Linked DNA regions of Mus musculus: all the other regions are linked to region 4. The links are chromatin contacts, called in public Hi-C and promoter capture Hi-C maps. All regions are on one chromosome and are shown on one strand. The core of a region is the stretch at or near the end of the contact, and the rest is flanking DNA. Distances in the headings are between cores, read along the strand shown. Region 1 holds the start of Prcp (prolylcarboxypeptidase (angiotensinase C)). Region 2 holds the start of Ctsc (cathepsin C). Region 3 holds the start of Rab30 (RAB30, member RAS oncogene family). Region 4 holds the start of Tmem126b (transmembrane protein 126B). Region 5 holds the start of Pcf11 (PCF11 cleavage and polyadenylation factor subunit). Region 6 overlaps Rab30 (RAB30, member RAS oncogene family). Region 7 holds the start of Ccdc90b (coiled-coil domain containing 90B).

Region 1 (4,099 bases), core at 19-2,518, 2.4 Mb after region 4:
GAACATGAAAAGTATTGACTTTCCCGTTTAACCTCGTAGCCGGCGTTTACGGCCAGAAGTCCTGAAATCAATCCATACGGAGTGCAAGGTTACAGCGCCTCGTCAGGAGTCTCTCCACCTAGAGCCCCCCAAGAACTCCTTTTTTCAGCGTCTCACCTGAGGCAAAGGACACAGACAAGCCCGGGCAACCGCTCCGCCCTCCGGCCGCTCGGTCCGCCGCTCTCCAAACGCCAGCAATCGAATCTCCCGCGTCCTCTTCCGCCGGAAGGACCGTCTTGACGGACTTTCAGGAGAGCCAATCAGAAAACGCCCTGCAGGGCGTGTCCCCACCCCACCACCCACCCCCGGGCAAGCGACCCTTCTTGTAAAGCTAGGGGTAGCTGTGGGTTTCGAGGGTCGTTCTTCATCGACTGGTGGAGCGGTAGTTCTCTCGGCGAAGTGCGAGGGAAGCCGGGAAGGCTCGAGGCGTGGGAAGGAGTGGCTTCAGACGGACGCCGAGGGCGTGGGAGCGGATGAAAGTTGGCGCCGCGGGCTGGACAGGAGGGGGCGCTGTTGTAGAGGGAGTCGCCATCGCGGAGCATGGATGGATTACCGAGGCTTAGAGAAGGCTTAGTCTGCGCGCAACACCCAGCGGCCACAGGAGGGACGGGTCGTGCGGGCAATGCGGACGATGGGGGTGACCCGAGAACTGAACACCGGTGGGGCTGCTTAGGCGGGAACAACAGAGGCGAAGAGCCCGAACGGCCTACAAGGAAGGGGGCAGAGCGATCTGTGAACCTCGCTCCATTTCCTGCTACTTGAGGGGCCCAGCATCGAGTCCCTGTACTTGTTTCCTCACCTAAGTAGAGGGGAGAGTCCAACTCCGTCTGGAAGGTTGCTGTTCTGGTTGAGTGTGGGTCACGTGTGTGCCGTCATGCCTGGTGACAATAGACTCACTCTCCCTCCCTCCTCCTCCCGCCCCGTGCCATTATAAGGGATTTGCGGAGAGCTGGGGTGTTACGTGGGACTGAGGTTGCGGGGACAGTGTGATGGTGGCAATAAAGGCGGGGATATGGCATAACCTAGGGTAGCGATAGGGCTTGGGGAGCCATAGATAAGGATGGGGCAAAACCCTGCGTAGTAAAGGCCGACGTAGAGTGTGACCTCAGTGGAGGTGGGCGGGGAGAAGGAGGATGGCGAGTGGCAAGTGTGGAGGCAACGCCTTTGGGGCCAGGAGCTGCCTGGTTTTAGGTTTCCCGGGGGAGGAGCTGGTCTGCAGCGGGCGGAGCTACGAGCTGGGCCCGGCTTAGTCTTTGCGCTTCTGCTGGTGGCTCTCTTTCTTTAGTCGCCCACACTGTGGCTGCCATCCCCAGCCATGGGCTGCCGGGCTCTCCTGCTCCTGTCTTTCCTATTACTCGGGGCCGCCACAACCATCCCGCCTAGGCTAAAGACCCTCGGCAGCCCGCATTTGTCAGCCAGTCCCACACCCGACCCTGCTGTAGCCCGTAAATACTCAGTTCTTTACTTCGAACAGAAGGTAAGCAGAGGCTGGGGAGTAAGGGTTCTAGGTCCCACGTCCCAACCGCCCGCCCATACCTTGCTTGGCTGTTGGAGCACCGCCGCCCACTCCAAAATTCAGACTCTGATACTTAGGACTTGACTTGGTTTTAGTTCACATTTTCTGGAGGGTGGTCTTAAGCCTTAATTATTCGAGTGTTTCCCAACAGAGACCATGAGAAATTTATCCCTCCAGTTCTGGAGGTCCAGGATACATATTTTTAACTCTTCATTTTAGGAAATGCCTCAATCTAAACTCTTTGTTTACCTTGGCCAAAACCAGATTATGGAGACTAACCTTTGACCCCATACCTCTCACCTCAAATTCTTAGGTATGGAGGCTAACCTTCACCTTTAGGTCTCTCAACACAAATTCAGATGTACCCATTACATAAGAATGTATCGCTTCACTAAACTGCTTCTCTCAGCTGAAATGTTACCTTTAGAGGCTAAAAGGTCTGTATCCCCATCTGAAGTGAGTGCAAGGATCAGGTCTCTCTGGTCTTGAACTTGAGTTCACAGTTTTAAGACAGGCTTCTCCAATGCCTTTGTATTTGGTGGCAGCATGAGACCATAGGTCATTACCCTATAGGTCTGAATGAAAAGTACCTGTGTCCTCTGAAATGACAAGGCTATATAATTCTATAGTTCTAGGAGTCTCTGAGGCCTGAATGCACAAGGCACTGGGATTAGAAAGAGTACAGTCGTCTGATCTTGGCTTTAGAAGTCACATCAGGATTCTGGCCTCACTCTGTGATCTTGGACAAGTTACAGTTAGTTTCTGAGCCAAGTTTCTTGGCTTACTGCAGAAGGTTGCAGTGATGACTAACTGAAGCAGCTAAGAACCATAAGCCCTAGCAGAGTAGCTGCCCTGAATAGAAGGTTACCGATGGAGGCATGCTTATTGATGGGACGTTTGACTAGGTAGGAATTTGGGAAAGAGGGAAGACATGGGGTTGTAGAACAATTTAGTTTTGAAGTAAAAAAAAAAAAAAAAAGACCTAGAAATTTAAGTTTGGGTTTCAAAAAAAAAAGAAAAACGAAAAGAAAAGAAAGGAAGAAAGCAAGCAAACATTTTAATTTAGCTGAGGTAGCAGAAGTCTTTCTGGAACGGCCCCTTTAATTTCTACAGCGGCTTATTTGTAAGTTGAGAAGTTGGAGGCAGGACCATGGAGTTTTATGCTTTCCCTAGGAAAACCTTTCTGTGGAGCGAGCTATGGCTGTCTAGCTGAAGTGAAGGCTGTGTTAAGAACTCTAGGACTTCCTCTTTTCTGTAGCTCTGCTCTCCGCCCACACTGTAAAACAAAGCCGAACTCATGGCTTTTTCCTATGGAACGACTCTTAATCCTTGTACTGAAACCTCTTTTACACACATATAATTCTTCATAGCATCCAGTTATTAGCAGTAAAGTTAGAGGGGGAAGCTTTAGTACATACGGTCTCTAAAAATCTCCCTGGGAATACTGCTTCCAGAGAATGCAGGGGTAAAGGGTGGAATGATGCTAATTTATTTTCCTCTCTCCTCCCCCCCCCCCCCGCCGTGTGTGTGTGTGTGTGTGTGTGTGTGTGTGTGTGTGTGTGTGTGTTACTCACCAGTGCACATATGAAGGACAGGAGGATGTGAGGTGCCCTGTGCTATCACTCTCTGCCTTATTCCCTTGAATGAGAGACTGGAGAATGTTCTTATTGAACCTGGAAGCCTGGCCTTCACCCATGGCAAGTGTGGGGTTACAGGCAAGTGTGGAGCCATGACTGACTTTTCGTGTGGGTGCTAAGGTCTGAACTCGGGTTCTTAGGTTTGCATGACAGGTGCATTTCCCTCCCGGCCAATTTTCTTTTTCTTTCTTTCTTTCTTTCTTTCTTTCTTTCTTTCTTTTTTTTTTTTTTTTTTTTTTTGTATAGAATAGAGTTTATTTAGGGGTTTATTTATTTATTTATTAAAGGTGTGTGCCACCACCCTCAGCTTACAGAAACTCTGCTAAAGGCAAACATTTCATTGGGGCTGGCTTACAGTTTCAGAGGTTTAGTCCATTATCATCATGGCAGGAAGTATGACAGCCTGCAGGCAGACATGGTGCTGGAGGAGCCAAGAGTTCTACATCTTGATCAACAGGCAGCAGGAGACTATAAGTAGTTGGAGCATATATAACCTCAAAGCCCACCTCCACTGCCACACTTTCTTGAACAAGGCCACACCTCCAATAAGACCATATCTTATTATCTTATATAGTAGTGCCACTCCCTGTGGGCCAAGCATTTATACACATGAGTATATGGGGGCCATACCTGTTCAAATCATCACAGGTAGTATATTTGATTTTACTCAGCAAAACTTTATACTCTAGGATTGTACTGAGTTTATACTTTTAGACATTTTTACTGACATGTTTTATTAATGTGGTGCTGGGAATTAAACCCAGGGCTTTGTGTGTATTAGGCAAGCATCAACTGTGCTATATCTCCATCCTATTTGTATGTTTTTGTGTGTATTTATGTGGTATATGTATATATTTGTGTGGGTATCTGCATGTGTATACGGTTACATATATATGCATATATGTGT
Region 2 (3,771 bases), core at 599-3,098, 2.2 Mb before region 4:
TACACTGCTGAAAAGAAATGCTGGAATTTACTTCAACATTCTCTGGTTTGGCAGAGGTATAAGGTAAAACTCAGAAACTTGCATAACTTAGTTTATAAACTGGCACTGGAATTACACTTCCTGAGCCACACTATACAGTACCATCTCGGAGGCCCAAGGACAAGTGTGTATTGCTTAGAAACTCATATTATCTTATATCACTCAACATATACTAAACTTTGGGGCGTGCAACTTGCACATGTTTCTTGCTGATTCTCCCTAACTGGCAATGACATTTGACAAGTGATTCAACTCTCTAAATCTCCATTTCCTAATATCAGGATGCATTCATTAATCCAAAGTGACCCACAATCTTTGCCATTGACTTTAGAAAGGCTGCTTTAATTTCTTTTTAACAAGTAAGTGTTCTACTTTGATTATGTCCATCAAAGGAATTCCCAGATCCCACGTTTAGCTCTAAGATATGGATCATTTAGTAAAATGTTTCAACAACGACAAACTGTAGAAATTTAGGAAAGTGATGCTATCTGTAATGGGGCCTTTAAAAGAAAATGCTAGCTTAATTATACAATGTCAATTCTTAATCCTATAAAGGCTTTTGAGATCTAGAAGGTGTCAGCTCCTCCCCATTTAGCTCTTGTAGCCTAGTTTCATATGAAAGAACACTCTAGCCCCTTAGTTATCAAGAAGGACCCCTATCAAAGTGTGCCTTCAGGCTTAGAAGCCTGAGTGTTTTTAAAGCAGAATTCAGAGACAGAAGTGGTTTGTTCTTCAACCACATTGCTTCCTCGGACTGCATGTACTCAGTGGAAAAAAAAAAAAAAAAGTCTGCACATAAATATCTGTGATCTGTGGGATGGGGTTTAAAAAGAAACAAAGTGCACAAGCCTACTAGGTCAAAGAGGCTCATCAAGTCTGCCTGGTTCATCTCTGTATTCTCAGATTAGCTCAGAATGATCATGATCCCAGCCAACAACAGCCAGGCAACTCAAAACAGCTCTCACAAGAGCAGGATGCTTCGCTAAAGATTACTACTTAACAATTGCAGGCAAGAAGACTGACAGAGGAGGCAAGGTTCAACTATGCTCCCTTCAGCTCGCCCTTGGGAAAGCCTGACACAGGAGCTCAGAAGACCACTTCATCCTGAGCAAGCTACTTCCTCTTTCTCTAATTCTTGCTTTCATTCTGAAAACAGAAGGGCTTGAGCAATGTGATCACAATGTGATCACCCCAGTCACCCGCAACCCCCACCCCATTCAACTTAATCCTAATAAAGTTCCAGGGAGGGAAAACAAAACAGATTCACCCAACCTGTAAAGGTTCACTACAATTGAAATCTTCGGGTAAACAGGCAGACCGGAAACCAAAGAAAACCCTGAAGATAAAAAGCTAGATTTGGTAAATGGAACAGAAATTCTCAAGACTATCTTAGGTTAGCTAGTAAAGTTTTTCCACGGAGTCAGAAATGCAGGAAAGTGCACCAAAAACAAGAGAAAGAGAATTAGCCTCAGTAGACTTTAAGACTCTTGTCAACCCTGTATTGCACAGGGTAGATTCTATTTTAATCACACTGGCATTACAAAACACCGCTACAGAGTTCTCAGCTTTGGCGTTCCTTGAAAGGCAGAGGTCCCCAAAGGCCACTTTCCTTCTTCCTCCTAGTGGTGCCTGTCCCCACCCTACACTGTCACTAACTAACTTCCTCAGGCCACCTCGTGCTGCCTCACCTAGTCACACCCTGTCCCTCCCTACATCTCAGTCACTCCACGCCCCCGTCCTCACAGCCTCGCCGCTCCTCCCCCACCTCATTCTGTTCTCACCACCCTGTAACCCCGCCCCGCGGACCCTGGGTTTCCGGGCTCTTGGGTATTTTAAGGCGGGAGCCACTAGGGTCGCCTGACTGCCATCGAGTGGTGTTCCAGTTGAACTTGCTTTCTCTGCCATCTGCTCCGCGGGCGCCGTCAGCATGGGTCCCTGGACCCACTCCTTGCGCGCCGTCCTGCTGCTGGTGCTTTTGGGAGTCTGCACCGTGCGCTCCGACACTCCTGCCAACTGCACCTACCCTGATCTGCTGGGCACCTGGGTGTTCCAGGTGGGCCCTAGAAGTTCCCGAAGCGACATTAACTGCTCGGTGATGGGTAAGCGGCTTCCCAGGGTCCCGAGTTGTCCTTTTCTGTCCCTGAGTCCTTGCCTTGGGGCCGGCGTTTCTGGGTGACTGGAGAGTTAAGAGCTGACGAACGGCCCCTTGGGGGATCAGAGCCAGGGCCGCTAAGTTGAATTTGAGCTGCTGAGAACTTCTAACTTTACACTTATTTTCCTGATTATCTCACAACTCATGTTCAAGGAAACGCGCCCCTGGTTTTTTACTTGTTTTATTTGCTTTGATTTCTTAGAAGCGAGTGGAGAACTGCTTTCTTGACCCTTCACTCAGGTCTGACAGGTTCTTGTTTTTAAAATTCAGAGTCTTGACTGCTGAGCTCAGACTCTAGGAGTTAGCCTTTTTTTTTTTTTCTTTTTTTTTTTTTTTCTTTTTTTTTTCTTTTTCTTTCTAATGGGGGCGCTCCTTCTTTCCCTGTGAGGTAGTGGGAAGAGACCACTTCAAACTGGGCCTGTTTTATCTGCTACTTTCCTTGACATTTCTGGACGCCTTGTTTAAGGAATTTCGAGAGATATACAAAAGCTTTTTCCTGTCTCTTTTGTCACATTTTACAGTAGTGTTTGGATATGACGGAAGCAAACGCAATGCCTAACACTTGGCTCTCAGTGAGTATGTAGTAAATGAAGACTGGGGCATTCCACGTGCCTCGGATATAGGAAAACAGTAGTACAGATAAGAAGAGTGACACTTATGGTCTCCCCAGTCAGAGTTGCACAGAGAAACTCAACTCTGAACTGTAGTTTTCTTGTGAGTAGAATAAATGCTGTCATATATCCCACCTCCCCTGCCTCCAACAAGGAGTCATTTACTAAATTCCAGGTGACTGGGTTTAGCTTAATCCTGGGTGGTGTCTACAATTGTTTCTTTTCTAAATTTGAGCATGGAGATGAGGCAGAAGGGAGAGAAAAGGTTTGCATCGCCTTATCATATGAAGTCTCTGATAAGTTATTCCTTCACGGTAAAATGAGCTAATTCAAGCCAGATCAGGGACCTATCTACCTATCTGTCTGTCTATCTATCTATCTATCTATCTATCTATCTATATCTCAGGTTTATTTGGAAACTGCTTTTGGCAGGGGAGGCAAGATCACAGATCAGGGAAACAGCCTTGGGAAGGGAGACAGAGGAGAAGGGGAAGAGATTGAAAGTTCCCATGGAGAGAAGGTCTGAAGATAGAAAGGACAAGAGGCCGGGCAGTGGTGGCACACACCTTTAATCCCAGCACTTGGGAGGCAGAGGCAGGCGGATTTCTGAGTTCAAAGCCAGCCTCGTCTACAGAGTGAGTTCCAGGACAGCCAGGGCTACTCAGAGAACCCTGTCTCGAAAAACCAAAAAAAAAGGAAGGACAAGAGACCAAAATGACTGGATTATATAGGGAAGAGCCTCTGGTGGAAGGGCAGCCCAACCCTTAGGCTGGAAAGTTCAAGGTTTGGTACACCAGGTAGGGACATAGGGATACTGGAAGAACCTGAAGGTCAGGCCTGCCTTGATGTGTAAAATATGCACTTAAGCCCCTGGGGTGGGGGTGGGGGGGGCTTGCTGAAATCCAACAGTCTCCATCTAGCTTGTTAATCTGAAAGAAAGACAGAGACAGACAGAGAGAGAGAGAGAGA
Region 3 (3,605 bases), core at 541-3,040, 2.3 Mb after region 4:
TTAGCTTGAACCATTTCTACATTTCCATCAAAGGACAGAAAGAAAATGGTAGCTATTGGTTCCTTCTGGTACTTACCAACATTACAAGCAGAAGAGCGTAGTATTTCTGAGGCTTCACGTTGCTGAATCCACAAGAATGGCATCTGCCACTTCTGTGGCTGCTTCTCACACCACAAGCCAATCTTTGAAAAAACGTCCTTTTTAAGTACCATCATCTCCATATATCTTTGAAGGTTCCTGTTGTGTTTTGGAAATTTAAAAAGCAGCCTGCCTAGCTTTTTGAAAGGAAGACCTACTGGAACTTTATTAATTTCTAACAGAGGCACCGTATATATTTTCACTGATGCAAACAGACCAGTGCTAGGGATACAATCCAGGGTCTTGACTGTGCTGTGGGAATCCTCACCACCGAGCTAGCCATCTCCTTCGAAAAGCTCAGGAGGGGAAAAATAAAACACTCAAATTACGCATATCAGCATTTTTAACTTTTCAGAGACCCTCAGTAGGTCTTTTGGCATCTTTCTATAGTGAACTTCAGAACCTGAAAAACAAACACACAGTACTGTTTGAGTTACTGGAGAAAAGGTGTTGAGATGCTGAGCAAATAGGCTCAAAAGTTCTTTAAGTATTCTGAATGTATTTTCATCGGTAAGGGTACCAAGTGGTTAAGGGAAGGGGATGATGTGTTAACTAACGTTATCTGCACGAAGATGTCACAACAAAACACATTATTTTGCACAATATAGGTAACAAAAGAAAAGGGAAGTTTTCCACAGTTATCAACTTCGAATATACGCAGTATTTTAGCACAGTTCATTTAGCGTTAGTCGAGAAAGACTGCTCACTTGCAGTCCCTTTTCAATGTCGTTTACGTTCGCTGGTGGGGTAAGAAAGGTTAGGTGCTAACTTCTTTTGGTAGATCCTTCCTTTGTCAGTTTCAGGGCCAAGCTCCACAACCCTTCGCGATCACATTATCTAGCAAAGGATTTCTTTGAGGCCCTTTGCAATTCACGACCGAACGAAAATTCAGTGGTGGGAGCAGGGGTCTGACACCTGAGGAAATGATCATGAGGGATTAAGAAAAATGACAAGGCAAAAAATAAATAAATAAAAATAACCTAGGTTTAGCTCCACTCACAGGGTGCACGCGAGCTTTTCGTCTTACAGGCGCGAGGCCCGTCGTCCCGAGTCCCCACACCACAACAAAGACACATTTTGCCCAGAGAGTCTCCCCAGGAAGTCTAAGGGTTTCTCCACGCTCAGTAAAGCGACTCCCTGTGTCCCGGGGTGGCGAGGCCTTGTGCAACCCCAGCGGGTTGCGGTTCACTCCGACTCGCGATGGCATTTCTGGCTCGACAGCCCTGAAGGTCCCCAGTGTAGCCTCCGTTCAGTCCTAGCCGGTGCGCGAGGCTATCAAGTTCTACATCCTAGCCTCACCATTCTCACCATGCCACCTTTCGGCTCCACGAGCCCCTCGAAACCTCGGCTCGCCGCAGCTCCAGGGCTCCAACATGGCGGCCGGTCCAGTTCTTCTCTGGGCGCTCTGACCAGAGCATCCTGGGTATTGTAGTTCCAGCTGTAGCCTCTACGTCGCTCCCGGACTTCAAAGGACTACAGATCCCAGAGTGCACAGCTCTGGAGCATGGCTATTGGGGCCGCTCGGACAGAGGGATGATGTCATTGCAAAACCCTACTGCATTCATTGTGCTACGGTCTATCCACCCCCCGCCCCCCCGCTGCTGCTGCTGGGCTCGCTATTGCCGCTCGCTCCAGCTGAGCCCTGAGTAGCAGCAGGACCAGGGCAGGGACTGACTCCAGTCCTTGGACTTAGGACACCGCAGCACCTTCTCTTGCGTGCGTGACTCATTCGTATATCATTTCTTTTTATGCCTGGGGTGGGGAGAAAAATCCCAAACCAGGTGAGTTGAAGTGATTTATTCAAATCGTTTTCCCAAGTTATCCCTCCCGCTTAGTTCTCAAGGCTTTCTTTTGAGAAGATGGGGCCGGGAATGGGGGTATGGATTCGGGAGGTTCTCACCGGCGCTGCTAAGAGCTAAATAGCTCTGTGCAATTTGGGTCACTGCAAAGAACAACTCCTGCAACCTGCCCCCGCCAGAGGACTGGTGCCTGCCAATTTCCTTGCTTCAACTCCCTTTAACCTTTTTAAGGCTAGGAGAGGGGGCTGGGCTGGGAAGGATGTTGGGAAGTGCACTTGGAAAACACGAGGAGGGCAAAGGTGGGGGACTGCAGTCCTGTCATTCCACGACCCCAGTGCTGAGGTTTGAGTGGGAAAGGGTGATGTGTGGGGAGAAATGGAGACAGTAATTTAATGTGGCCGTACTTCTTGAGAACATTTGTGTCGCTTGGACTAGCACACACTATTTTTAAGATGAGCAGGTTTCTCTTGAGTCGCTTAAGTTTCGTAGGGCTTTATTTTATGTTTGTATGTTTGTGTCGTTTGTCTCGCCTTTTCCTGCTGATTTGAGGTGACAGTGTCCTTTAATGGTGCACTCCGTGCCAGTCAGAAATATTTCACGTGTCTAGGGAAGGATCTCTTCGGCTGCTAGAAGCTGCATTTTTGTTAAGCGTTTTCATTTTTTTGTGTTCTCCCGACTGCGGGATTCGGGATGGTTTGGAAGTAGAATTTGTGCTTGTGTGAGTGTTTTAAATTACATCGCGATAGGCTCTTGCCACTGACAATGGTACTGTAACAAGCTGCCGTTTCTGAGGCTTAGTCTCCACTCAGAAATAACGGTTTGCAGACGGAATCGATTAGGAACCTGGGTGCTTTCTTGTTCTTTTTCTTTTTAACACTTTAGGGGAAGGAAAAGTTGAATGTTGTGTCACCCCGTTACTGGACTTTAATGAAAGGTATCCAAGGACAGAGAACCTGACCTGGGAAACTAGGGAGCGTGGTAGTGTGCTGTTTGTTTGAATTTTGTTTTCCAACGAACTGACACGTTTAATAAGGCAGGCAACATTCTGACTTGTATGATGCTGGCTCTCCTCTTAAGAGTTACAGGGATGAACGCTGCAATAAATATGTTCCTTTGAGATAAACAGCTGGCTGGCTCCGGAACAGATGGGGCCAGTCTTAGCTGAGAGATATACAACCTTGGAAATGAATGGACTTTGGGTCAACCACACCCCCTTTAGGAATGTCAAAAGAAGGAGAACCGCCAGAGTATTTGCTTAACTCCAAAAGGCTAAAGCTTTTTTCACAGCCTCTGCCAGCTTTAGAGGAAAAGTCATTTACTGTCTGTCTTTCGCTTCTGGGAACCAATTTTATTCATTTTTAATTGAGATGCTCAGGTCTCCAAAGTTGGAGCTGCTGGGTGACACTTTGTTAAATGCTTCATGTTACCGAATGCAAAGGACAGCTTTGTAAGTGGAGGGATTTATTGGGAGCGCAGCGGGTAGTGGTTAGATTTGGGGGAAAACCAGCACGCTGTATTTGCTTCTTCCTACAGCTCTGTAATAGCACTCTGCCCTTCTCTTCTGTGCCCTTCTTTCTTTCCCTACCCAATTCTCATCTCTTCAGATTCCGTTTCCCCTCCCCCTAGTCTATTTGTAGTAAATACTGCCCTTTCTCTTTGAGGATTTCC
Region 4 (4,157 bases), core at 16-2,515:
GCCTTAATACAACACAGCATTTAAGTCAGTTCTTTAAGATAGCTGAGAAGGGGGGTGGGCAGAGCAGGCATAAAATACTTTACAAATTATATTTTTTTGGGGGGGACTAGACTTACATCTTTTGCTCCCCCCTCCTTCTGCTATCCAAATGGAAAAATGGAAGAAGAAATAGTATTTTCTAAGGAGGATTCTCTAACCAATCCATCTAGTGTACGATGAAGGCAGATATTAATAGCATCATGGCTAATCAAAAAAACGTAGAGAAATTTTTGTTCTGTTCTCATCCAATTCCCTGAACAGCCCTCTTCACCACCCACAGAAAATTTCCAGGCCTTTAAGACAGCTTTGGGGAAAAGGGTACCCACAATTATGGCTGCAGGACAGTCAATATTGAAATAATCAAAAGCAACAGCAAATATTTTTGGCATCTGGCATTTGCAAGGGTTTCACTACACTCTCCTTAATTAAGGAGATATAGATTATTAACTTGCCCAGAGTTTTTTGTTTTGTTTTGTTTTAACTTATTTTTGTGCTGTTGGTATAGACGCCTGGGCTTCAGGCCTGACAAGTGCTCCATCATCAGATTCCAAGGAAGTCTTTCAGCAAGAACTGAAAATGAAGATTTTTGCCACAACCAACGTTTAATCTGAGAGTTAAGGAAGTTCAAAGTCACTCAACTGATTAGATCACCATCCTTATACACGTTAAGTGCATTTGTGTGGGCGTATGGCCTGCAAAGTGTGTGTGTGTTGTATCTTTAAGTGTATTATTTGACCTTCAGAATTTTATTCAACATGATTTGTCCAGCCGTGGTGGATATTAGGTTCTCGGGTAATCAAAAAAGTGAATGCATTCAAGAAGCCATCATAACCTTGCGTTAAGTCAGAACACATCAAATCAATAAAATGCAGGAGACTTAAACAGAATGAGAGAACTGGAGGTCGGGCCGGGTGGGGTAAGGCGATAAAGTATTTGTAATTGAAGAAAGGTCCTCGAGAAAGAGAAACAAGCTGCATTTAATCGGCGTAGACTTCAGGTCTACGCTGTTCGGAACTAGAGATTTGATTACACTCTACATAAAGTCGGGTTCGGTTCTATTTGCTCAAATCCTTCACGTGCATCATCTCCGAGGAGGCGACCCACACCACCCTAGATTTCCGCCTACCTGGGGTGCTTCCCTATTTCCCTCCTGCACAACACCAGCAACCTTCGACTCGGACCAACTTGGTCGCTGGGACGCCGCCATCTTAGCGCCTCACGTGACTGACAGGAGGGCGTGGCCGGAGCGCCTGGGGCGGGACTTGCAGCTGTCTGACAGCTCGTACCTTTAGTCCGGTACTCCCCCACCCAGTCAAAAGCCGCGCCCTCCAGCCGGGCGGAGGTTGGGCGTGGCGTCGCAGAAGTGCGATCTCTCATTGGCTCCGAGGAAGGCTCAGGGTCAGGGGCCCGCCCCTAGCCAGCCTTGCCTTGTCCTCTGCCAAATTGTCAGCCTGGCCAACCTGAAGGGAACCAGGGGCGGTTCGGGCGCAGGCCTGTTGCTGCGCGCCTTCTTCTCAGGGCGGCTGGGGTAACCGAGCCCTGGTAGTTCCTTCGGCCCGGTCGGTGTGTTAAGGCTGTGGTTTCTAAGGTTCCTCCTCAGAGCCTCCAGCCCGTCTCCCCGGCGCGGCCACAGCAGCACGGGCTAGCCTGCTCTCTACAGTCTTCAGTCCCCATAGTCCACCCTCAAGCCCCGCTTGGAAAGGGTTCAGTTAGAAATATCCCTTTTCCCTGCTCCCCCGAAGAGCCCTGGTCGGCCAGTGTTTTAGGGGTGGATGGTGCTGCGAGGAGGCCAGGCGCGCTTCCGTGCACGTGAAATGCCCAGCAGCGTCTGCCAGACCCGCAACCCCCGACCCTCCAGTCTCCATGTCTTAGGCAAGCCAAATTCGAGAGTTATATAATTTCTAGTGCTGCTGTTTCTCTTGCCCGAGGAAACACTTCATCGCTTGGAGGGTGCAGGACATTTCGGTGCTCTTCTGTATAAGATCGGGGTGTGGGCAGGGGTGGCCAGCGGTGGCAGAGAAATGTCTTTTCTGCAAAAGGAAGGTGGGTAGATTGGAGAGAGACTGAGAAAGGGTGGATGTGGAAGCCAAACAGCTGCACTCTCATTTAGGAAATCGCGGACTATTTGCATAGTGTGTGATTGCATGCCTAATACTACTACAGCGTCTCTGAAAACACCTTTTGGGGAAGGTTTGGTTTCTCCTTTCCAGCAGCCTCAGTGTTTTTCTTCGCCGGATAGGAAGCTGCTTGTTTGCGAAGAGATGGCATGATGTGAATGACTCCAGTGTGAAGAAGTCTGCTTCGCCAAATCATCCTGCATCAAGTGCCCATTGAATAGCACTGTCACTTTAATGTCTCCATGCCAAGGGATTGCCTTCCTTCTTTTCAATCCTCTCAGTTAATACACAGGAGGATCAGGATCTGAGGGGCATTAAGGATCAAGCCTTGGGGGCTTGGAGACCACAGAAGAAAAATAGGAAAGTGACAAGCTGGATAGTGTTTTACTGAGGGGCGAGAAACAGAACCAGTAAATAGAAGGGGGCCTTTGAATCTCTCTTTTGCCCCCAGAAAACTGTCCAAACTCACACACCCCTGAAAAGACTAGAGTAAGACGTTTTTAAAAGTGTTTTTGAAGGGGAAGTTTAAACTTTTTCCTAAAAATTGATGCTCTTTATTACGAACCATGTCGAACATGTATAAATTAATAAGTCAACCGTCCTAAAATTGGTTTGTGCCTTAATTGAGTTAGTTATTGAACATCTAAAAGTGTTGCTGCCTGAAGAGGAGTTTTAGTAACATTTTCTATGCATAAGATAACTTTCTCAGCTTTTAAAACAAGAATATATATTTTACAAAAATTGAAAAACTTGCTATTTTTTTCTTTGAAGACCTTGGGCAGTGTAATGTTTGGTTGTGGAGAAAGGCATCATTTTTTTCTTTATTTGAAATAGAAGACTCAGCCTGGATATCAAGGCTGAACGGTGAAGAGATTTGCAACAGTTAACCTGGTTCCATCTCCATTCAGCTGGATCAAGCAGAGACTGAAACTCAGAGATCTTGAGTCCAGAGTCAGTGGAGAGACCCAAGAATGCCAGTCAAGAAGAAAGGTGGGCTATGAGGTTCATACATAACATATGATTTTCCTTTTTCTTGGCTGTGGTTTTTGTAATTTAAATTGTATTCTATTGCAGGGCAAAATTTTGCCTGGTTTTGAGTAAATATTTACTGCAATGAATATCTGCTCAGTAGTACCTTTTCAGTAATATTTTATTATAGTAAAGTTAAGGTAATACTATAGACATATGTAAATTAATGAACCAGGTAGTTAATGTCACCATTTGTAATCAGAATAGATTCGGTGCTATAGGTTTGGGGTTTAAAGCTCAGTTTAAATAATCTTTTAAAAAGAAACTTGTACAGTGGAGTTTTTCCCCATGAGCTTGATACTTATTGAATGATTATGTAGGTGTAACATAAGGCAACATTTGTAAAATCATAGCTTTATTTCTTATACTTAAAAATAGACTTCATATTTGAGTTTATTCCAGTGTATGTCTTCCCTTCCGTGGTAATTCACAACTTTGATAGTTTATTTTATTATTCAGTAACATGTTTTGGGAAATTCCCTCAAGTAAAGCATATACTTGCTCTTTTCTTCCTTTCAGTAACCCTTATCACTTTGATCAGAATCCCATGGGGTTCCTGGAGCATGGTCTATTATAGATCAGAGAGCTTAAGGGTTCACCTTAGCTGAGATGAACTTTGTTCCACAGAAGCTTAGTGAAATGAGACCTTTATGTTTTTACAGATGACATCAGTAATAAAGTTTATGGAGAATTTTGAATAAAAATTTAGACTACCTTTGAAGTTTATTGTTCTGGGCTAGTATAGATCCGAATGTTGTCCAGTTATGTTGATTGCTATGATATTGAATTAGAGACCTAAACTGTAGGTTACATCTAGAGAATTCATATGGTGTTTTATGTTATTTAATCCATTGGCTTCTGGGTTTGGAAGATGTATTAAAAACACAGTCAATGAGATGCTTTTTTGGGAAAATAGTCCATGTAAAGGGGGACAGAGCTATCAGAAACTGTTGAACCATCGAGAATTGTACT
Region 5 (4,133 bases), core at 1,411-3,910, 2.2 Mb after region 4:
TCCCTTTTCCTACTGTTATGAGAAGACTGAAATTAGGTGTGAGTCCATTAGTTTAGTATTGCTGAGATGCTAAAGAGTAAGGACACAAACATATACTCCCAGAAGCATTAAACCAAGCCAGTTGCTACCAAGTAATGTCGAGCCCTCCCCTCACCCCGGCCCAGGTTACGAGTCTTTCCCCACAGGGGCTTTTACATCTGCCACTTAGTCTGGCTTTACAAAAATAACCAGGAAACATGTGCTCAAAAACTTTGAACTGACTTGAAAAAGTAGTCCACCTATTTTCACCACTTTGTGTAACAAAACACACAAATACATAATGCATAAAGTTTTCAGTTCTCCAAGGTCTTGTAGGTCCATTTTAAAACCAGCAAGAAGCTGTCTCCTTTGAATGCAATCTGAGCTGCTAAATATTAAGTGCTGTGAATACCAAAACCCAAAATATAGTATGAAAACTTTTGTTCTTATAAATCCAAGTGCTGTTCTTTTTTTAAAGGTATTTAATGTTAAGTCTTCAACAAGGAAAAAAAAGGTATATTTTCTCTGCCAACATGTATGTAGTTATCAACAAAAAGTTGGGTATGAGGAGCACTTCCTTCTTAAACCTCATACTACTTTTAAAAACCAGCTGCTTCACAGGCATTCGACAGGAAAAGGTGAAGACTTGTTTTAGCTGTCAAAAATGAACACGATAAATTTGCTGGGCCCTTAAAGAAAAAAAAAAAACCTTTTCCCCCTCTTTAAATTAAGATTTGAAAGGACCACGTGAAACCGTGTATCTTGTGAACTGATTTACCCAAAAGAGTGGATGGACCTAAAGAAGAATGAACCCAAGTCACTTAAAGACTTTTGTTTAAAACACACAACCACAAAAGTAAAAATTCTTGGAAACAGATTCTACACCTTACAAAGGTAAATAAAAAAGACAAATACATATTTTATATGTTTTATTCACAAATTTTATAATACCAGTCACACATTTCAAAACCATTTATTAGAGTCAGACCACTCAGTTGTACACTAGACAGAAACCGTCTCTAAACAACATATTGGTGGTTGTTGTTAAAGTGGCCTTTTAAAAGGGGTTCACTCTGCTAAAAGGAGGCTCATCCTGATAATTGCAATCACTAACAACTAGAGAAAAAAAACTAAACCTTAAGTACAAGCTTGAAAAGTAACTTAAAACGTATTAATTGGGAAACGGTTAAGACTCAATATAAACTAAGTTTAACAGTAACTTTACTTAAATAACATATCGCTCCCACATGAATCCACAGAAGAGCAAGACCAGAGGGAAAACAGAAGGTAGCAAAGGACCACTTCGCTCAAGGGGTGAAGAAAAGCAAGCCTTCACTATCAGGGAAGGGAGAAAACGAGAATAGGAAAAGGAGGGACTGAATTTTTCAAAGAAACTTCCAAGTATTTGTTACCCACTGGGCCAATTCTCCACCTACAGGTTGGATAAGACCTCCCCCACACACCCAAACCCCATCCTCAGCCCAATTTTCCTACCATTGGGGCAAAATCAGACCCTCCGAGAGGAGAATAAAAGTTTGATCCAACAGCCCCCACCCCAAAATGGGGCTGACGGGTGAGAGCAGCTGCCTGGCTGGCAGGGAATGGGTTCTCTCCTCTCTTCCCTTTCGCATCATGTGCTTTGCAGGCGCCATGTTGAGCTAACAGGCCGCTGCTCCACTCGGGGCCAATTCCCTATACCCAACCCACCGACAGCTCGCTCCCAGGTCCCCCTTCACCTCCTTCCAACCCACAGAGCACAATTCCCCAAAAAGGACACTGAGGGAAAGCCCCTCCCCACCTTCCCAAGGGCTTAAGATGGTTTGTTTTTTAACTCTTTCGCTCCCCAAACACCAACTGCCTCTAAGTATTTCCCCCATCCGAAAGGCTGTCCCCGATGCGTGGAGCGTGGGGACGTAGTCAGAGGTGGCCTAAATAGGGAGTTGGTAAGCGGAAATGGGGCTCCACCCTGCATCCTCCCCGCTCCCTCCCGAAAGAGGCCCACGCTCCCAGCCGGGGCCAAAGACCAAGCCCGAGTCGGGGGTGGGGGGTTGGAGAGGAGGAACTCCGTCCCCCTTCGGATGGAAGCGAGACCTGGGATGAGGCTGACACTAAAATCAAGGAGTATTAGAAGAATAGGAGGCTGCGGGGTGTATAAAAACCTTGGCGGTTTGGGCCTCGATGAGAGAGACGATCTCCTTGGCGAAGGGCAGGTTCTCCTCGGCTAGAATGGTCAGCATATTGATGTGCGGTTTGCTATTGAAGGTCAGGTCTTCCAGCGACGACTGATAATCCCGACAGGCGTCCTCCCGGGCCCCCGCAGCCCCGGCCTCCGCCGGCGTCTGCTCTGACATTGCGCCGCGGCCCCCCTCCGAGGTCCGCCGCCGCCGAAGCTGAAGCCGCTCGACACCCCGCCTCCCTTCCGACGCCTCGGCCTCGCTCCCCGGGTCTCCGGCGGCTGCGGCTTCACCACATGCTGACCACGGAGGGGGGATGGGGGACGACCCAGGGGGAACCTCGGGGAAGAAACGCCGCAGCCTCACGGGGAATCTCCGTCCGCTTCCAGCCGCCGCCGGGGCTTCTTTCTCCACAGACACAAAATGGCGGCGGCAGTGGCGGCTCCAGCTCCGAAAATGTCTGTGTTCCCAACCGCTGCGTCGTGCGAAATGAACTAGGGGAGGGGAAATGTGCGGTAAGGGGCGGGGCCGTTGGAAACACCAGGCGGGATTGGCTGGCCCGCGCGTGTCACAGGCCCCGCCCCCGGCCCTTCCGCAATACGTCCAAGCACCGCCTTCTTCCTCGGTCGAGTCTCGGCTTTCGCAACACCTCCGGCTCGGAGACGCGGTGCAAAGGACGGTCGGCTCTCATTGGCCAATTCGTAAGGGACTGTTCGGTCATTTGTTACCATAACAACCCATCCAGGGAAGCCAGTAGAGGACGGAGGCTCCAGAGGACCGGCCCAACCAGTTTATGAAAGCTGCACCAGGCCCCTTCCTATGCACTCCTCCAACCACTGGGCGACTCCATCAACCATCCTCCTCCCGCTTGCCTCCTGGGTGCGGGCGGGGGTTGGCATGAGCTGGAAGAGCGAAAGCCTCCAGTCAAGGCCAGTCGCCCCGTCTCAGGTGCTCCCGGGAGCCTGGGCGGGGCTCGCTGAGCCAGCTGTCCCTCAGGCATTAAGGCGGAGACGCCTGCCCTACCCGGAATCCAGACTGGAGTAACTCCTGCTAACTGCCACACTCATAAAAGCACCTAGACAGGCTTGCAGGAGTTGAGTCCCCAGGAAAATGCTTTTATTAGGAGGTGCTATGTGAGAAAAGCTTTCCCAGAGGAGCTGGAGATCTTTTGAAGAAGTCACATTTCTGGAAGGGTATTCACAATAACCTAATAGCACTCACCTCTTCAATCTGCTACATTTCCAAATGGCCTTAGAATAAATACAATATCTGAGCCATACTTGATGGCTCAGGCCTTGAACCTCAGCCCTCAGGAGGCAGAGGAAGGTGGATCTCTTGGAGTCGAGACCTGTCAAGTCTAAATGTCAAGTTCCAGTCCAGCCAGGGCTACTTAACGAGTCCCTATCTCAAAAAAACATAACACTTAATCCCAGCACTAAAGAGACAGAACGGAGATCACTGATTTCAAGGACAGCCTGATCTACAGAGTGAGTTCCAGGACAGCCAAGGCTACGTACAGAGACCTTGTTTAAAAAAAAAAAAATACATCTGAGATATATGGAAAAATACCTTAGATTTCTATAATCTGGTTTTTAAGATACACAAAACAAATAGTTTGTCAGAGCCTTAGTGAACTATGAAGCACAGTGGAGGGATAGTTCGCACACACACATACACACACAAACTGATGACACGTCCACTCCATGCTATGGTTAAAGGGAAGGCTTTTATTGTAGATATAAAGAAAGAACTGCCATGGCATCTGGAGAATCCAGAGCAGAGAAAAAGATAAACCGAACACGACCATCAGACCATGGCCATGGATGTCTTTGAGAGAAGGGAGAATAGCGGCGGATAGACGACAAAGATGGTAAGAGAAGGAAAAGCAGAGCAGAGGAAGAGAAAAAAAAAAAAAAACCAGCAAGAATAGCAGGGTTATAA
Region 6 (4,174 bases), core at 709-3,208, 2.3 Mb after region 4:
TCATAAGGGTATAATTTGGGTATATAACCTTCCTTTAGGAGCCTACTTTTTCAGGTGTGTGTGTGTGTGTGTGCGTGCGTGCACACACGTGCCCTAGAGTCTCTCTCTCTCTCTCTCACACACACATATGTGTGTGTGTGTGTGTGTGTGTGTGTGTGTGTGTGTGTGTGTGTGTGATTTCTTGCTTTGTTTCTTTGACATCTGGCAAAAATTAGAATAAGTGTGTCAAAGCATCTATGCACAGGCAACAGAGGTAGCCCACTCCCATTTTTCAGTTTCTGACTTACGATAGTGATGATACCTGCTCCACACAGCTGCAGGCCCCCCTGCTATCTTGTGCTCAGTGCTGAGGCTCCTTTCCCCTTTTTAATTTTAGTTTTGAGACAGAGTTTCTATATGTAGCCTTGGCTAGCTAGCCTGGGATTCTACAGTGTAGACTGGGTTGGTCCTGAATTTGCAACAGCTGTCCTGCCTTTGCTTCCTAACTTCTGGGATTACCATGTGCTGCCTTCTTTGGGTTTTAACAGCAAATTTTTAACTGATGTACTGTCTCTCTAAGCATTATTGGGAGCTTAGCATTGATTCTGCTTTAGGCAGTATTAAAAAAGGTTTTGAATTTGAAGCTAGAGGGGGAATAGAAAATCAAAGACTGTCTTAGTTAGGGTTTCATTGCAGTGAAGAGATACCATGACCAAGACAACTTTGATAAAGGACAACATTTAATTGGGGCTGGTTTACAGTTTCAGAAGTTCAGGCCATTATCACCATAGCAGGAGGCATGAGAACATCCAGGCAGGCATGGTGCTGGAGAAGGAGCTAAGAGCTCTACATCTTGATCCAAGGCATCCAGAAGGAGACTGTCTTCTGCAGGTAGCTAGGAGGAGGCTACCTCCCTCACTGGGAAGAGCTTGAGCAATAGGAGCCTCAAAGCCCACTCCCACCATGACACATACCTGCCAACAAGGCCGTACCTACTCCAACAAGGCCACACCTCCTAATAGTGCCACTTCCCATGGGCCAAGCATATTCAAACCACAACAAAGACTCACATATGAAGTGCCTAACCTGTTCAATCCATTTCATTCTACTTCAACTCTTCCTATGCCCCAGGCCTGGTGAAAGTCACCAGTGGGAAAATGAGCCAAGGTTGAATTAGACTCTCAGCTCCTCTAGTCATGAACTATAGGAGCTCAGTACTTTCTTCATGATTTAGAAACCTACTTTATTAAAAATTTAAAACTAAGAATACATTATATCTGTTGTACTATGGACCATCAAAAATGACATTCTTCAGTGGTTCTAGAGAAAAAAGTATTCTCAAAGAAGTAATGCATTTGTCTTAAAAATTCATATTAGTTTGTCTCACCAGGACCACTTAGGTGAAGGAGATAGAGGAATAATATCTTAGCCTAGCTGTGGTAGCACACGCCTTTAATCCCAGCACTTGGGAGGTAGAGGAAGGAGGATTTCTGAGTTTGAGGCCAGCCTGATCTACAGAGTGAGTTCCAGGACAGACAGGGCTTCATAGAGAAACCCTGTCTTGAAAAACAAACAAACAAACAATATCTTAAAGTACTGACAATGTAATTATAAAATTTCAGTTGAATATAATTCATAGTATTTTTGTTATTTAACTTTTCTTGTGCCTTCACGTCTTTATCTGTCAAGTTAAAACTGTCAGCCATGTCTGCTTCATAGGACTGATGTGAGGTTAAATAGTTACTGTTGTGAGGTGGTGCAAATGATGGAGAGCATGGTGACGAGGATGGTCATTCCAGGACCTTGGTTCAGCTAGACACAGTATGTGTCTCAGCACACATTTGCTGAGAGCTGCTGGAGGAGTATAGACAGATACACATAGTTAATGTAAGCAAATTATGGTACATACATAACTCTGTCTAAGAGGAAGAAGGCATTATGGAAGTAGAAATCCGAGGGCCCAGGCCTCTCTCAGGCCAGAGAAACCCACCAAAGGATGTGATGCTTCAGCTGAGATCTAAAGCAGAAGTGAGAGTTAGCTGGGTTGGGGGAGGTGGCAGGAGGCCATGGGCTCCTGTTGTAGCTAGAAAGGTTTGAGGAGAAAAGCAGACCTGTCTATGGTGTTTGGAAGCTGGAGAACAACAGTGTACCTTGTGAGGGTTGTAGCAAGACGTGACTCTAGCAAGAGACAGAAATCAGATGATGGGGAACCTGAGAATGTTCTTGAGGAGTTTGCTTTACCAAGACCAAGAACTGTCCTCAAGACCTGACTTTGCTAGCCATTACAATGCCATGACATCATGCTATGTCTCCATATTGATATTAGGGGATACAGTCATTAGCCCAAAGGCACAGACTGAGAAAATACAACTGCCAGGATTTGAACCTTGGCCTCTTTGGTTTTTACAGTAGAATTCATTTGATCATTGATGCCCTGCGACAGTGTCTGGCTGTGTTGATTTGGAGCCAACTTTTCTATCTCTCAACTTCAGTTTGCTCAAATTACATACAGCATTAGTTAGTATTAGCTTCATGGACTATTGAAAATGAGAAAATATACATAGAAGGCCAACTATAGTGCAAGGTGTGCATCTCATATTCTTGCACAGATGTTTTTCCTTCACAGTTCCAGTGACGTGAGACAGAACCCCATGAGCAGCTGTCTGCATGCTTACTTGGTTGTCAGCTGTCGTTCGAGGACTGTTGAAATCCACGTACTAATCACCTTCCGTGACAGGTCCAGCACACTGTGTTCTCTACCTGCAAGCCTGCTGTCACCGAGGCTTAGGTTTGCTGGCGCAGTTGGCCTCGTGCTTACTCACTTTCCTAGAATCCTTATCTCTAGAAGTCACTGTTTTTCCTTCTCCCTCCGGAGCATATCCAGCCTGTTCCGCTTAGGACAGATCTTCAGCTCTTAGCTAGAATTAGTTTTGAAATTGTCTGTCTGTTGTTTGAGATACAATTTCCTTAGGTAGCTGTTTGGCTTCAAAGTCAACAGTTGCTCCTGCTTCAGTCTCCTGAGTGCTGAGGTTGTTTCTTACTTTATGGTTGATTTTTAAGCTTCCTCATGTTGGTTTTAGGGGCTGATGCCTCCAGGTGATAGAAAAATGGTATAGGAGCTACTCAGGTTACTAATTTTCTCATCAAGCTCTATGGGATGCATTTTGTTTTGTTTTCTTTGCCTGTTTGTTTTTAATCTTGAAAGGCATCCTCGGCAGGGCTGGAGAGATGGCTCAGTGGGTAAGAGCACTGACTGCTCTTCTCTTCCGAAGGTCCTGAGTTCAAATGCCAGCAACCACATGGTGGCTCACAACCATCTGTAATGAGATCTGACGCCCTCTTCTGGAGTGTCTGAAGACAGCTACAGTGTACTTACATATAATAAATAAATAAATCTTTAAAAAAAAAAAAAAAAGAAAGGCATCCTTGGCCGGGCGTGGTGGCGCACGCCTTTAATCCCAGCACTTGGGAGGCAGAAGCAGGTGAATTTCTGAGTTCGAGGCCAGCCTGGTCTACAGAGCAAGTTCTAGGATAGCCAAGTCTACACAGAGAAACCCTGTCTCAAAAAACCAAAAAACCAAAAAAAAAAAAAAAAAAAAGAAAGGCATCCTCTATGTTACATTATAGGAATATTCTTCTTCACACAATTGGAGAAGCAAATGTCTATATCTAAGCAATGTGCCCTTTAATTGATTCTTTCCGTCTACAGAGTAGACATTTACTAAGTGTGACTCTGTTCTAGGGCTAGGAGATAGAGGTGAAAAGCCATTGTCCCCGTCCTCAAGGATAAGGCAGACATTTGAACAAATAAATCTGTATAGAAGTGAAATGCTGGGATGGAGGCATGGTGAACACGTGTCAGTTTGTATTTATCACTATTTGAAGACCAGTAAAAGACTCAGAGACAATGACAGGCTTGCACTGGAAGAAAAAGGTGGAAGGACGATATCTCAAGGGAGGAGAGGATATAGCACAGCTCATGGTCATTAGAAGATGAGTGTTCTTGGAGGCCATTTAGTACCAGAGCGGCAGATAGCAGGTAGTTAGAAAAGGGGTAGTGGGAGAAGGGCAAGATACTCTCCTAGTGGTGCCTAGGGCCCAAGAACCTAGGACTGGCAGGAGACTGAAGGGCCTTTTATGATTGTCTCTCTTTTTATGGTCTCCTGGTGGCTATCATTTTCTTCCCCAAGAGGAA
Region 7 (3,736 bases), core at 851-3,350, 2.1 Mb after region 4:
TTTATGAAGAAGTTGATCTAATACATTAGAAAATTTTCTCCAAGCTTCAAAAGCATTGTATGCAAAGGCCACAAATAAGAACGGGATTAATAACTTGTGCCTGCTCACTCTAACCCTCTCTTTGGGTCCTATTATCTCTGCTTACTAGAAATCCTTGAAAACATGTTTGAATCCTACTTCTCCCATCTTTTCTAAATTCTTTTATTAGTGTACATTCACTGTACACATGATGGGTTTAGTAATGGCATTCCTTTTCAAAAGTATAATGACTTTATGCTTGTTTAGTCCCCATTACCTGCTCCTGCTACTCTCCCCTTTCTCTTTCCTAATAGTCCCTCCCCTTCTATTTTATGCCTTACATATACACACCGCTAGATTGCACATATGAGGAAACACACGGGATGTTTGTATTTGTGTATCTGCCTTACTTTGCTTAATATGATACTCTCCCGTTCCCCCACTCCCACCCCAATGTCATGAATTTGATTTCCTTTTTTAAAAAATTATGTATATGAGTACACTGTAGCTGTGTTCAGACACACCAGAAAAGAGCATCGGATCCCATTACAAACGGTTGTGAGCCACCATGTGGTTTCTGGGAACTGAACTCAGGACCTCTGGAAGAGTAGTCAATGCTCTTAATGGCTGAGCCACCTCTCCTGCCCTTGATTTTCTTTATAACTAAATAAAACTCCATTGTACACATAATAATTCTTATTCATTTGTTGATGGGCACCTAGGCTTTCTCTATAGCTTGGCTATTGCAAATATGGCCAACATCCCACTCTCAGCTGGACTAGAAGATTAATTGTTTAAAAACTTACATGATACTAAGATATTACTGTTTCCTTATTCTCTACCTTCTCCTGTTTTTCTATTACAAGTTCTTGTGAAAAAATATAAAAGCAAAATTCTGGGCCTTTAGGCCCAGGCTTGGGAATGTGACTCAATGCTCCAAGGTATGCTAGTCATAAAACAGACATTCCTCTACCCACCGCTTCCTGGGTTCAAAGAGTGTTCATTCAAAGAAAGTTACCCTGACCCCCCCCCCCTGACCATTGCTGGAACCCGCTATGCAAATGTGCCATTGTTAGGGGCTCTTAGAAACTGTCTTGAGAGATAACCCGAACAATTACCAGGTATTCCTTGTGACTCTTGTGACTTTGCACTTCCTTTTGACTCTTAACTGGTATCTTTGGTATTTTCCAACAATGCCTTCCCCACTTCCTTGAGTTGTGGTTTCTTCCTTTAAATACCCCCTTACCCAGCTACTTGGGGCGCCAGGGACCTCTACCCCTGCGTGGTGTATTACTGTGGTCCCGAGAGCACTCTTGAATTAAAAGTCCTCTTGCAGTTTGCAGCAAGACCGTTTCTCATGCGTGATTTGGGGTGTCGCCTCTCCTGAGTCAGAACGTGGGGGAGTCCTCATGTTGTGGGTCTTTCACTTGGAGAGCAGAAATCCTTATAATCCCCACATAGCCTGGGAAAAAAATCCTGTACAGTAAGAACTTAAATTGTTGTTGGAATTCTTTCTTTGTTCTTCGAATTATTAATCTTTAAACCTAGCTGGCATTCAGATATTTCTGAAAATGAAATTGGAAAATATTTTAAAGTCTAGAGTGCTTCGCTTGAATACCAGGGACCCACCTGGCAGCCCAGGAGAACTGTCTCTCCTGTCTCTGTCCCTAGTACCCACGACAGAATCATTTTAATTTCCTTCTATGTGTAATCTACTAAAGTGCTTGCTGGTGGGAACCAAGTTTTGTTTTTAATGAGCTTCAGTGCTTGAAATGGTGGCTGGTGGGTAGCTGATTCCCACAAAGTTGCAATCTGGGTAAGCGACAGACTAGTTAGTACATTGCTTTCAAGGTTTTACCAGGTGGGGCAATGACTTTGGTAACTGAAGTTGGAGAATGTTAAATCATGAACAATGCCGACCCAGGAAATGGAGAATTTTCGTTTCCCTGAAGAAAAGGCCTAAAACAGTTGGTCCTCCAGTGCACCAGAGGGCCAAGCAGAGAGACGCGAAACTGCAAGTGTGTGATACGCTTTGGACTTCCACGGGCACTGGTCGATGCTACAACGCGGTCTCATCCCCACAATCCTCAGCAGCAAGGACTGCGGGTCCCATGATGCTATGCTGCTACGCTGGATTCGGTCTGGGAAGCTTGCTGCGGGACTAACTCGCCGCCCGCAAATGGGCGCCAGAAGGTTCTCCAAGACCCCGCTTTCTTAGGGCGGTAAAGGCGGGAAGAGATGGGAAAAGGGCGATGTGCTAGGGGGATAAGCTCTGAGTCGTGTTAAGTGTGGCTCTGTGAAGAGGCCTAGCTTTGTAGAAGAAAAACCTCTCAAGTAGGTGCTTTGGTGACAGACCGGAAACTACATTTCCCAGCATCCTGATGGTGAGAGGACTTCATTGTCCGAAAGCCTCAGCGAAAATCAACGCGTATTCCGCTTCCCCTTGCTGACCTGCGGGGCTCCGAGACTATGAGGAGCCGCTGGATTTGGCGGTTCCTGCGCCCTGACGGCGGCGGAATCCGCTGGACTTCAACTCCTCATGGGCGTCTGTCACCCGCCCTGCGGAGAGGTGAGACGAAGACTCGCTCAGGGAGAAGGTTCGGGCGGGTGTGCCCGCTCAGGCGTCCGCGAGAGTGACACACCCCCTGCAGGGCCCCGCCCACCCGCGCAGAGCCACCCGCGAGCTCCGGGGATGGTGGGTCTTGGGCGTTCCAGACAGGGTCTGGCTGGAGGGCTTCCTTCCTCCTAGACCCAGCCCCTGCGGACCTGCGCCTCCTCTCGGCTTGAGTTGGTGGGGGCGCGGGGCGGGGTTCCGTCTCCATTTATGAACTCTTAGGTAGTTTGCGGGTGTTCTGATTTACAAATCACATAGTAGGGTTTTGTTTTGTTTTTTAAGTGTCCTGGAACCTATGCGTTTCCAAACACTTTGTTAGTCTGTATATCCTGGAGAATATCTTACTTTACTCTGAGAACTATTTCCAAGGCTTTTTTTTATACTTGTGCTTTTCAGTTTTTCCGCCGTAAAAGGCATCCCAACCTCCACATTTCGTTCTTCCTGGATCTGTGTATGATGATAAACTGAGTTATTCAGTACCCAAAAACACTTCTCCGCCCTCCACACTTGTGTGGTTTTGTTGTTTGCCACTGTTTTGTTTTCACCCTGTTATTTAATTGTATTTGTTCCGCTGACTTTCAATCAAGGCTGCCCTTGCAAGGCTACTGTTTAGCTGCTAGAATTAGTCACATCTTTGAATCCATATTTAGGTAGTTATTATAAATACACATTCTGGTGGACTTTTCAGAAAAGGGTGGCGAGGTGGGTCCACTGGTAGAAACTTGTGCTGCACACAAGCATAACAACACAAAGTTGAACCCCCAGCCACTTCCAGGTTCAATAAAAGCTGCCCTATCAAAGACTTAGGAAGGGCATGACAGAGCAGGATACAAAGACCTCCTCTGTTCTCTCCTTAGGTATGTGTGCCCTCACACACAAAGGGGTAGCATTGTTTTGAATCTGATGAAATAATTCAAATCTCAACTTATCTGTGTACTTTTACCAAAAATATAACACCCCAGAAAAATGTTAATATTTTGGTACAATTTTCAAGTTATTCCACTTGAAGTCTGGTTACTCTTGAGGAAATCTTGTCTCCCCTTAAAATTAGTGCATGGTTTGTGTCCCTGTTCAGTGTAACAAGTATTTACTGCTTACTATAGA

Evidence for each region. Promoter capture Hi-C pulls out the DNA fragments that hold promoters and counts their contacts. A called contact is a pair of places that touch in the nucleus more often than the background predicts. Capture Hi-C pulls out chosen DNA fragments and counts their contacts.
Region 1: a promoter capture Hi-C map of liver shows a contact between it and region 4, with 5 times the contacts expected there. The contact joins the promoter of Prcp here to the promoter of Tmem126b in region 4. A contact is called at or near these places in 7 of 39 promoter capture datasets (the 3T3-L1 cell line, the C10 cell line, embryonic stem cells and 3 more), 1 of 484 Hi-C or Micro-C datasets (LSK cells), 5 of 115 datasets of contacts at active chromatin or transcription factors (the NIH/3T3 cell line, astrocytes, embryonic forebrain and 2 more) and 2 of 9 other capture datasets (adipose tissue and liver).
Region 2: a contact with region 4 is called in a promoter capture Hi-C map of the C10 cell line, with 4 times the contacts expected there. The contact joins the promoter of Ctsc here to the promoter of Tmem126b in region 4.
Region 3: a promoter capture Hi-C map of liver shows a contact between it and region 4, with 3 times the contacts expected there. The contact joins the promoter of Rab30 here to the promoter of Tmem126b in region 4. A contact is called at or near these places in 7 of 39 promoter capture datasets (the C10 cell line, cranial neural crest, embryonic stem cells and 4 more), 1 of 484 Hi-C or Micro-C datasets (cardiomyocytes), 2 of 115 datasets of contacts at active chromatin or transcription factors (differentiating embryonic stem cells and embryonic stem cells) and 2 of 9 other capture datasets (adipose tissue and liver).
Region 5: a contact with region 4 is called in a promoter capture Hi-C map of liver, with 8 times the contacts expected there. The contact joins the promoter of Pcf11 here to the promoter of Tmem126b in region 4. A contact is called at or near these places in 6 of 39 promoter capture datasets (the C10 cell line, cranial neural crest, hematopoietic stem and progenitor cells and 3 more), 1 of 115 datasets of contacts at active chromatin or transcription factors (stem cell-derived neural progenitor cells) and 1 of 9 other capture datasets (adipose tissue).
Region 6: a Hi-C map of B cells shows a contact between it and region 4, with 6 read pairs. The contact joins the enhancer-like site here to the promoter of Tmem126b in region 4. A contact is called at or near these places in 2 of 39 promoter capture datasets (both in liver) and 1 of 484 Hi-C or Micro-C datasets (B cells).
Region 7: a contact with region 4 is called in a promoter capture Hi-C map of liver, with 2.5 times the contacts expected there. The contact joins the promoter of Ccdc90b here to the promoter of Tmem126b in region 4. A contact is called at or near these places in 6 of 39 promoter capture datasets (the 3T3-L1 cell line, the C10 cell line, cranial neural crest and 3 more), 1 of 484 Hi-C or Micro-C datasets (CD4 T cells), 1 of 115 datasets of contacts at active chromatin or transcription factors (astrocytes) and 1 of 9 other capture datasets (liver).

What each region holds. Positions count from the first base shown.
Region 1 is chr7:92,873,985-92,878,083 of GRCm38.p6, forward strand. It overlaps Prcp (prolylcarboxypeptidase (angiotensinase C)), which reads left to right and starts at 1,269. Exons shown (of 9, transcript NM_028243.3): 1 at 1,269-1,516. The coding sequence starts at 1,355. Ddias (DNA damage-induced apoptosis suppressor) reads right to left here and starts at 263. Exons shown (of 6, transcript NM_001355126.1): 1 at 157-263. Gm40448 (a long non-coding RNA gene) reads left to right here and starts at 3,404. Exons shown (of 2, transcript XR_869796.3): 1 at 3,404-4,099.
Region 2 is chr7:88,276,237-88,280,007 of GRCm38.p6, forward strand. Ctsc (cathepsin C) reads left to right here and starts at 1,849. Exons shown (of 7, transcript NM_009982.5): 1 at 1,849-2,138. The coding sequence starts at 1,967.
Region 3 is chr7:92,739,924-92,743,528 of GRCm38.p6, forward strand. It overlaps Rab30 (RAB30, member RAS oncogene family), which reads left to right and starts at 1,791. Exons shown (of 5, transcript NM_029494.2): 1 at 1,791-1,919. It overlaps 4632427E13Rik (RIKEN cDNA 4632427E13 gene), which reads right to left and starts at 1,536. Exons shown (of 2, transcript NR_015510.1): 1 at 1,139-1,536; 2 at 783-1,053.
Region 4 is chr7:90,474,730-90,478,886 of GRCm38.p6, forward strand. Tmem126b (transmembrane protein 126B) reads right to left here and starts at 1,266. Exons shown (of 5, transcript NM_026734.2): 1 at 1,166-1,266. The coding sequence starts at 1,246. It also overlaps a transcript of Dlg2 not described here.
Region 5 is chr7:92,667,252-92,671,384 of GRCm38.p6, forward strand. Pcf11 (PCF11 cleavage and polyadenylation factor subunit) reads right to left here and starts at 2,661. Exons shown (of 16, transcript NM_029078.3): 1 at 2,178-2,661. The coding sequence starts at 2,369.
Region 6 is chr7:92,815,428-92,819,601 of GRCm38.p6, forward strand. The region is part of intron 1 of Rab30 (RAB30, member RAS oncogene family); the gene reads left to right. Among named protein-coding and RNA genes, the nearest start is that of Ddias, 57 kb to the right of the region's middle. Within about 2 kb of position 1,959, at least 28 of the 459 cell types and tissues checked have an H3K27ac peak or open chromatin away from gene starts, as enhancers often do. A contact at or near this core is called in B cells, where this site is marked.
Region 7 is chr7:92,559,049-92,562,784 of GRCm38.p6, forward strand. It overlaps Ccdc90b (coiled-coil domain containing 90B), which reads left to right and starts at 2,101. Exons shown (of 9, transcript NM_025515.3): 1 at 2,101-2,587. The coding sequence starts at 2,488.